2 separate regions of the Gossypium hirsutum genome follow, and region 2 is linked to region 1. The links are chromatin contacts, called in public Hi-C maps. All regions are on one chromosome and are shown on one strand. The core of a region is the stretch at or near the end of the contact, and the rest is flanking DNA. Distances in the headings are between cores, read along the strand shown. Region 1 holds the start of LOC107959830 (WAT1-related protein At3g28050). Region 2 has its middle 6.5 kb from the start of LOC107959822.

Region 1 (4,713 bases), core at 1,624-4,123:
TAAAGCTTTATTCTAATACTATATGATATACCCAAGGCTATGGTGCTGTTTTCAATCTTCTTCCTTCAAATGTCAATAAATTTTTTGTTGTTTCCTAGGTACTCTACTTACCTAAACCCCACTAATTGTTTTCTCAACTTCATCTCTATTTATTTAATCAAAAGTCTATTTGTAGAGATTATATAATTGTTGGCAACCATCATACGAAATCGTCAATAAAAGAAGCAAGTGATTGTAACCCCAAAAGCATCCATATGTAATTTTTTAAAAAGGAAATTACATCTGTCTACTAAGTAATAGTTTAATTAATATTTTTATTATTTTTAGTGGATGATGTGAATTTAAATATATATTTATTGAAAAATTGATAAAAATTTATAACGAAATTAATATTAAAAAAAATTTATCTTAAAAATTACATTAAATTTCAATAATTAAATTAGATGGACTTTTTAAAAGAAAAAACAATATGCTAACTTGCCTTTTTTTTTAAAAAAAATTATTAATAAAATCTTATTTACAATATATATATATTTTACCAATCTAACCCGAAAATCGTCGATAATACTACATTATATTTAACATATAATACTTCAATGATAAGATGTTTGATTATGGTTGGGGTGAAGAATCCTGATGCGCACCACACGTATTATTTTCAGTAAAGCACACCAATGGCATCAACGATAATTTTACATAAATATTTCAAAAAAATCAAACTTTATGGGTTAAATTCAAATTTTACTTTCGCAATTTCGCCAACTCTATCCTCGAAAAGTCATCAATAGTGATTGAACCCCCCCCCCTTCCAATGCTCCTATGCTTTTTTAGTGTCATTAAATACCTATAAAAATCGATTGGTTCATTTATTAAAATAAAGATAAAATAAAAAATAAAAAAACTAATAATCCTTCTTCTTCAACCCAATCATAATATTGCTTAGAAAGAACACGAGTCAAAGAAAGTAAAAAAGGGGAAGCACCACTTTCGATAGCAAAAGGATGGTCAAGAAACCTTCGATCAATGACGGCAAAGTGAAGGACTTTCCAAGGTGATCTCCACCCAATACTGATCGTCGAATCTTCCCATGCCTTCTAGGGTCATTGCATGCGCCATTTGGTTTCCAAATCGATCGATGAAGTTGAAATGACAGGAAATGAAGTTTTCGACCAACAATTTCGCATCCCAGATGAATGAACCAATTTCTGAATAACCCGTTTCTACTGACTGAATTTTTGTATTAATTAACTTTAAATCACTTTATACAACTACAAATCGAAATCCCAAATCCATTACGAACTGCCATAATTTCCCTAGCAGAAACGTAAGAAATCTAAAGAAATTCCTAAAAATTAAATGAATGGTTGATATATTAAGATATTATTATATTTGGTAGAACAAAATCACACTCTATCTTGTAATATTAAATATTTTGTTGTGTCACATAGGTTTGAGTGGTAAACGCAATAATAAAGTATATAAGCACAAGATCATAATTTTTGGACACTGTTGTGACATAAATAATGTAATTATTTATAATAAAGTATGGTCATATCAGACGATTAAATAACCTCTAAATTATTTGATGAAAGAAAAAGATGCTTTTCACACTATAAACCCAATTTATCATGCAACTTTGTTATCAAATTTACTTGGATGCTAATATATTTTTATATCCATATGTCTTTTTTTTATGAGAATGTTAAAATATATTTTTTATAAGTATGTATCAAATATAAATTTTTAAAAAAAAAATACAGCTTATATCTAAAAACTAATGTTTTAAGAAATGGGCTAATGGTTAAAATGTCAGATTACCCTTTTTTAGTTTAATTGGTTCATAATAAAAGCAGAAAGATAATTTACATTTACTCATTCAAATATATTGGTTTTTTTATTTTTTTATTTTTGATTTTAATTTTTAAAATTTAGTTAAATTGTTTGTTTTGGAGGAAAATTTGATTAAATTGTTAAAATTTTAATGGCTGATGTGACCACTATTCTTACGTATAATTCATAAAAAATAATAAAAATATTTACATCCAATAAATTAAAAAAAAATTCATATAAATTTTTTAAAATGTTTCTATGTTAATAATGAAGGATATGTATAATGCTACATAAACTGTCATGTTAATACCATTAAAATTTTAACAATTGAGTTATTTTTTCTGTCCGAAAATAAACAATTTAATTAATTTTAAAAACTGGGTTGAAAATAACCCAAAAATTAGTAAAAATCAAAATAATAAAATAAATAAACCATAAAACTACAACAATACTTTAAGGGTGTGCAAATTTCGGGTAAAACCAAATTAATTCGGTTAACCGAATGAATTCGATTAATCGGTCAATTAATTGAATTAATTTGATCGGGGTTGGTTAATAATTTTTTGAAAGTTCGGTTAACGACTAATTTGGTTCAAAATCAGTCAGATAACTGAATTAACCAAACTTAATAAACAATATTATAATATATAAGTATTCGGTAGGAGTTGGTCGGTTCGGTTAATTTTTTGAAAGTATAAATTAATTAGTCAATTAATTTTTTATATATTTTATACTTGTTTTAACAAATATATATATATATAAATTTCAGTTTTTTTTAAAAAAAATTCAATTTAATTAATAATTAAAAATTTACAATAATCTATTAATTTGATTAATAATACTTCAAGTCGGTTAACCGATTCAACATTCATCCAATACACTACACTGTATACCGTTGCAAATTGCACCTTCCTAATTTTGCCTTATCTCCGTTCTTTTTTCTTTTTTTTTTCTAAATTTTTTATGCTTTTGTCGAAAAAGAAAACATAAGGGACCATTCTACCAATAATTATACCACATAGTAAATCACGTATTTATAAAGTAACTCATCAGCAATTCCCATCAAAGTTTTTTGTCTACGCATCCCTCACAAATAACAGTACCTTCCATTTTTCAACAAAAACTCTTTTTTATTCTTTTGGAAGTTTTCTGTGTATTCTTTCTTTCTGGTGTGTTGGTTTCAGTTTTCATTTTGAGAGGGGAAAAAATGGTGTGGAGATGGAGGTACTGTTACAAGGATGTTCTGCCATTTTCAGCTATGGTGACAATGGAGTGTATAAACGTGGGTTTAAACACACTTTTCAAAGCGGCTACTTTGATGGGCATGAGTTACCATGTTTTTGTTGTCTATGCTTATGCTATAGCTGCTCTTGTTCTCCTTCCTGCTCCTTTCTTCTCTTACAGGTCCTTTTTATTACTACTCCAACTCCAACTCCAACTCCAGTTTTAAGTGTTTCATTTTTGTATTTGAAAGCTCAAATTGTTCATTTCTGATATGTTTCTCTTTGCTTTTATTGCAGATCAAGAGTGCTTCCTCCACTGACCTTCCCTATACTATGCAAGATTGGTCTGCTTGGGCTTATAGGGTAACTTTTTTTTTCCGACTCATGCACCTCACATGGTTTCAAAAACAAGAACCCATGATTTTGTTTTCTCTTTTAGAGGATTTTATCCTTACAACTTTTGCTTCATTTTCACAGAAAAATCTTGTGTTTTCCATTTCTTTATTGTTTTGGATTCCAGGAGTTCATCTCAGATCATGGGGTATACAGGCATCAATTACAGTTCTCCAACTCTTGCTTCTGCAATCAGTAACCTCACACCGGCTTTTACCTTCATCTTGGCTATCATTTTCAGGTAGTTTTAAGCACGCTTTAGTGCACAAAATTCGATGGATTATTCATCTGGAAAAAAAAGAAGAAAAAAACTGGTTCCACCCCTGTTTGGTTTCTGGTTAAGTTGGACTGACAGTTAAATTCCCTTTTGGTCAGAGTTTTTGATAGAATTTCATCAGTTAATTCTGTCCCTTGGATTTTCAATTATGCTTTTCTTTTTGCTTTTGGATGGTACTTGGGGTTCACTTTGGTAACCAAAGCAACTTTGGGCCCCAACACACTTTGACCCAATACCTATTTGCTCAATTTGGTATACTTCAGGCTTAATTTTCATCATTTAACAGTGTACTTCAGTTGCTAAATGCTAAGAAATGTTTTTCTTTTTTTTTCGAAATATTCTCTGATGTAATAATCCTGCCCTCTCTTTAATTTTGATTCCTTTTCTTTTGTTCTCGCAACTTGGAAAAAAGAATGGAGAAGCTAGCTTGGAAAAGAACAAGCAGTCAAGCTAAAGTCATAGGCACCATAATATCAATCACTGGTGCATTTGTGGTGACTCTTTACAAGGGTCCAGCCATAGTCATTGCTTCAACGCCTTCATCGTCTCTTCAACAAGACCTTAATCCATCGAATCGGCTTTTCGCTGGACTTAACTCTTCAAACACTAATTGGGTCATTGGTGGCATTTTCCTCACTGCTGAGTACATTCTAGTTCCTCTCTGGTACATTGTTCAGGTATAAAGAGTTTGCCAGATTGGTTACAAGTTATATGCTTTATTCCAATTGTAAGTTTGTCGAAATACAATGAAATGTAATCGATTCTCTATGGTTCTGCAGACGCAAATCATGAAGGAGTACCCGGATGAGATGACTGTTGTTTGCTTTTATAATTTATGTGTGAGTTTCATAGCTGCAATTGTTGGTTTAGCTACTGAGAGAAACGCAAGTGCTTGGAGATTAAAACCAGATATTGCATTAGCCTCGGTTGTTTGCTCGGTAAGGAACTTGTGCCATGGTTAAAATAGTCCCAAAACTCTTTGAATTTCCT
Region 2 (4,713 bases), core at 706-3,205, 80 kb after region 1:
CCCTTAAGGTATTTATTTAACTTCCTTCGTTGCAAAATTCCTTTATATTAAGAGAATTTTACTAAACATTAGTCTTTGAAATATAATTTTAGAAGGAATACCCAGCTTTGAACGATGAAGAGTTATACCGACATGCAAGGCTTATAACTTCTGCTGTGATTGCAAAGATCCATACCATTGATTGGACTGTGGAGCTTTTGAAAACTGATACATTGCTCGCTGGAATGCGTATTAATTGGTAAACCATTTTGCTATTTTCCTTTTAATGTTGTCAAATTTTATAAGCTTCGATTGTTGGGATTTGAACCTTCAACCAACTGGATTAAACTCCAGATATAATTTTAATGTTGTCAACTTTGTCACAGGTATGGATTTTTGGGAAAGAAATTCAAGGACACATTTGGGCATGTTGGTGGATCCACTTTGGGAGGTTTAGTTGGTCTCAAAAAGCCTATTAATCACGGTGTTCCTTACACTTTGACCGAAGAATTTACCAGTGTCTATCGGATGCACCAACTTTTACCAGATTCCATACACCTAAGGAACATTAATGTCACTCCTGGACTGAACAAATCTCCACCATTGCTTGAGGAGTAAGCCATACAAGATATTGTTGTAAACAATCATAGTCCATATTTATTCTTATACATAAGTTTTTTTTTTTTTAATGCAGGGTTCCTATGCCCGATCTAATCGGCCATAAAGGAGAAAAAACTTTGTCAAAAATTGGATTCACCAGGCAATTTGTTTCAATGGGACATCAAGCTTGTGGTGCATTGGAGCTTTGCAACTATCCTTCATGGCTTCGAGACCTTGTAGCACAAGATGTTGATGGCAAAGATAGGCCTGACCATGTGGATTTGGCAGCTCTTGAAGGTAATGACTTGTCTCAAACTAGAAATTTATGATCCATGAATTCGTTAAACAAAGACGTGAAAATTGGATCTAATATTAATATCAATGATGCAGTTTACAGGGATAGGGAGAGGAAAGTTGCAAGGTATAATCAATTCCGTAGGAATTTGCTATTGATACCAATCTCTAAATGGGAAGATCTAACTGAGGATAAGGAAGCCATTGAAGTTCTCAAGGAAGTTTATGGTGATGATATTGAAGAACTGGACTTAATGGTGGGTCTCATGGCAGAGAAGAAGATCAAGGGTTTTGCTATAAGTGAAACTTCTTTCATTGTCTTCCTACTAATGGCATCTAGGTATAAATCATAATTTCGTACTGTTTTGCGGAAAAAATTGAATACTTAGAATTGAATAATGATATTACTGTAGGAGGCTTGAAGCTGATAGGTTCTTCACAAGCGATTTCAATGAGGAAGCATACACAAAGAAAGGATTTGAATGGGTGAATACAAGTGAAAGCTTGAAAGATGTGTTGAATCGCCATTATCCAGAAATCTAAAAGAAATGGATCAACTCAACAAGTGCTTTCTCGGTTTGGGACTCACCTCCAAATGCTCCCAATCCTATCCCTCTCTATCTTCGCTTTCCATCTTAAGATTAACTCACTTTCGATCTATGGGATCCTATCTCTTATCATAATTTTCATCTTTAATATTTAATACTGATTACATGTTTTAATTTACATCAAAATTGTTTGTTTGTCTTCCTTATGCTATGCATCAATAAAAGTTTCTTCTTTCTTTTTCTTTGCTCTGCCATTCAACAAGAATGCAGTAAAGAAAGACCACAAAGTGACACAAACAGAGCAAAATTAAGAAACAAAGCTCCTACATCACTAAATATTAAATTTGATAGGGAAAGTCAGTATGCAGCTAGGAGTCACCATGAAGAAATCAATGCCACAACGCTACTACTTAGGAAGATCTGATGAAGGAATGGAGGGCAATTCAAATTTCGATACTGTTCAGGGGAGAAGGAGGACGCTGATGAAGGACAGTTTGGGAATAAGAGAGATGGAGACCAACTTGAACTCAAAAGATAAGGATAAAGTTTAGTAGCGTAAGTAGTTAATAACATTAATTGAAATCCTACATACTTATATATAATGTAAAGTAGTTAAATTTTAATTTGGGTCTCTTTATTATATTTATATTTAATATTTATTTATTTTCATAGTGTAAATAATTAAGATCATTAATTTAAATCTTATATACTTATATATAATTCAAATGCTTTTAGGGACTGTTACATGGTTCTCATATCTTTTGCATTTTCCTTGTTTTCTTTATTGATAATAATCAAATTTTAATCTTATGCTGAAACTTAAAAATTTAATCTATATATTATAATTTTTGGCACAATTTGACCTTTTATTTTTATAATTTTATTAGTTAGTCTAAAAAGTTAATATTGTAAACTATTTCAATTAAAATGTTGATGTCAATTTTTCTTAAGGACAATATTTCAACAAAACATTTATTTTATCATGACAAGTACGAATGACTGTTTAAAAAAATTATCCACATAAATATTTTCAACATTATTTTTGTTATTATATTGCTTCCAAGTAATTTTTTTTAATTTCAAAATGTCACATAAGTAATTTAATACACAAATTTTAACGGTGGTAACAACTAGAGTTGAAGTTTTAAATATGATAAATAGACACATTAAATTTCAAATGTACAAATTGTATAAAAATTTAGGCATATTTTAAATTTCAAATTTTTACTTTATAATTTAACACAAATAAATGATTAACATTATGAAAAACAAAAACTATATTAGTGTTTTTTAAGATAAAGTTTGCATTTGATTCACTTAAAATTAAAAGTATAACGAAGTCTAATTTAACTTAGATTTGTTAAATTACATAAAATTATTTAAAAATAGTAATAAATATATATTCATGTAAATATAATCAAACATACAATCCAATTTAATTTTAGATTTCAAATTCATTAGAATTATATTTTGAATATATTCCTCTTTTAAAAAGTTATTAATTCTAAACCTCATGTGATGGCCTGATGGTCAAGTGTGTTTACCGTTACAAGAGTGACTTTAGTTCAAACCGCGTTAGTCACGTTTGTTGTTCGCGCTAATTACGTTCATGGAAATATAATATTTTAAATGTGGTTGACAATAATTTTAATTTTTTACTTAATATAAAATTTTCAACAAAAAAGTGTTGAATAAATAAGCAGGTAGATAGCTACTTATCACTTAGTGTAGAAAATATTAAGTTGATTTTATTTTAATAAAATTTTAAAATAAATTATCTTTTTTGTTAAAAAATAAGGTATTCAACTTACTGTATTTATTTTTCATCCAAAACTATCAAAAATAATATAAAATATTATGTTAATAAGATTAAATTTAAAAATAAATTATCTTTTAAAAATCAAATTTTACTTTTATCAAACAACATAATTATATTCAATAATTATATTTACTAATTTACTAAACAATTTTCTAATATAAATTTAACACTTACAAAATTTAGTAATAAAAATTTAGTACTTAATTTTTCAACACTTAAATTTTCAGTTTATCAAACACACCCTAACTTGTCATTCGAATAAATACTTGACATAATATTTCAGAACACAATAGTAAACAACATTTACAATTATTTAAATATAATTAAAATCAATTAATACTAAAACTATCTAATATCAAATAATAATAATTAAATATCTCAAATAATAATGAAAACCATACCTTTTTTGTGATGAAAACAAATGCTTTTTTTAGTAATTCTTTAGATGTTATTTTGAATGAAAATGTCTCATTAATGCATATATTTATAATGTTAAATATCAATTTATAACCGTAACACTAATTAAATGATTATCAATTTAAAACAACAAGTTTAATTTAATATGGATCCAAAACATAATTAAATGATAATACTATTACATTGATAATGAAAACATTATTAATAATTACAATTATTTTTGTAGCACCCCAAACCCGACCTAGTCGTTAAGGCCAAATCCGACGTGCCACTTTGAAGCCAAAAACCCGTGTTCCCTTTTTAGTGTTTTAAAAAAAAGCCGACTTTTGTCAAACTAACCAAGTGAATGGAAGCTGGGCACCAGGTAGGTATCCATAATAGAAGAGGTGAGCCATGAAGGCTGCTTAAGTATCAAGCTCTCCGATTGGATCCAATCCTAGACATGCCCACATCCATTGCCACACTTGGTTATAACAAGTTGAAATTTCTTTGAGTGATTATCTTTGGTAAACCGAATATTCGTGACGTCGTGTTATTTTTAAAAAAAACAAGTATCGTTTTGAAATCACACCCTAAGTCTAGCCCATTTGAATTAGTATCCATCAATTTAAAGTTGTTTTTAATAATATAATCCCAGAAAAATCAAAGAAGAAAATAAAGTTAAAATGGCCTTATTACAACCCAAAAATTAAATAGCAATTAAAAATAACTTAAGAAAACCAGTCTCTTTTTCAAACCCAAAAGTATTCACCATGGCCACTCTGAATCCCCTCCGGCTCCAAGTCACCCACATCAAGGCTCACCTGCAAGGTTAAAGAAGGGGTGAGTTTGGGGAAACTTAGTGTGTAAGGAAAACCCATTCAAAGCCCAAGTTAGCTCAAGCCCATTGGGCCTAAGCCCATTCAGGTAACAGTGGTACTAGGCTAGAGCCCTTTTCAGATTACAATAAACTGGGCCTTAGCCCCTTATTCAGATAACAGTATGGCCCATAGGCCCATTTCAAAATACATGCAATATCAGTAAACATATGCAAGCCCATTTGGGGAGACTACTCAA

The links. Hi-C and Micro-C count contacts between places; a contact is called where the count stands out from the background.
Region 2: a Hi-C map of leaf shows a contact between it and region 1, with 2.0 times the contacts expected there. The contact joins the enhancer-like site here to the promoter of LOC107959830 in region 1. A contact is called at or near these places in 7 of 34 Hi-C or Micro-C datasets (all in leaf).

What each region holds. Positions count from the first base shown.
Region 1 is chrA05:99,814,788-99,819,500 of Gossypium_hirsutum_v2.1, forward strand. LOC107959830 (WAT1-related protein At3g28050) reads left to right here and starts at 2,874. Exons shown (of 7, transcript XM_016895983.2): 1 at 2,874-3,234; 2 at 3,351-3,416; 3 at 3,574-3,687; 4 at 4,136-4,400; 5 at 4,503-4,661. The coding sequence starts at 3,038.
Region 2 is chrA05:99,896,161-99,900,873 of Gossypium_hirsutum_v2.1, forward strand. It overlaps the pseudogene LOC107943788. Among protein-coding and RNA genes, the nearest start is that of LOC107959822, 6.5 kb to the right of the region's middle. Within about 2 kb of position 1,956, at least 5 of the 9 cell types and tissues checked have an H3K27ac peak or open chromatin away from gene starts, as enhancers often do. A contact at or near this core is called in leaf, where this site is marked.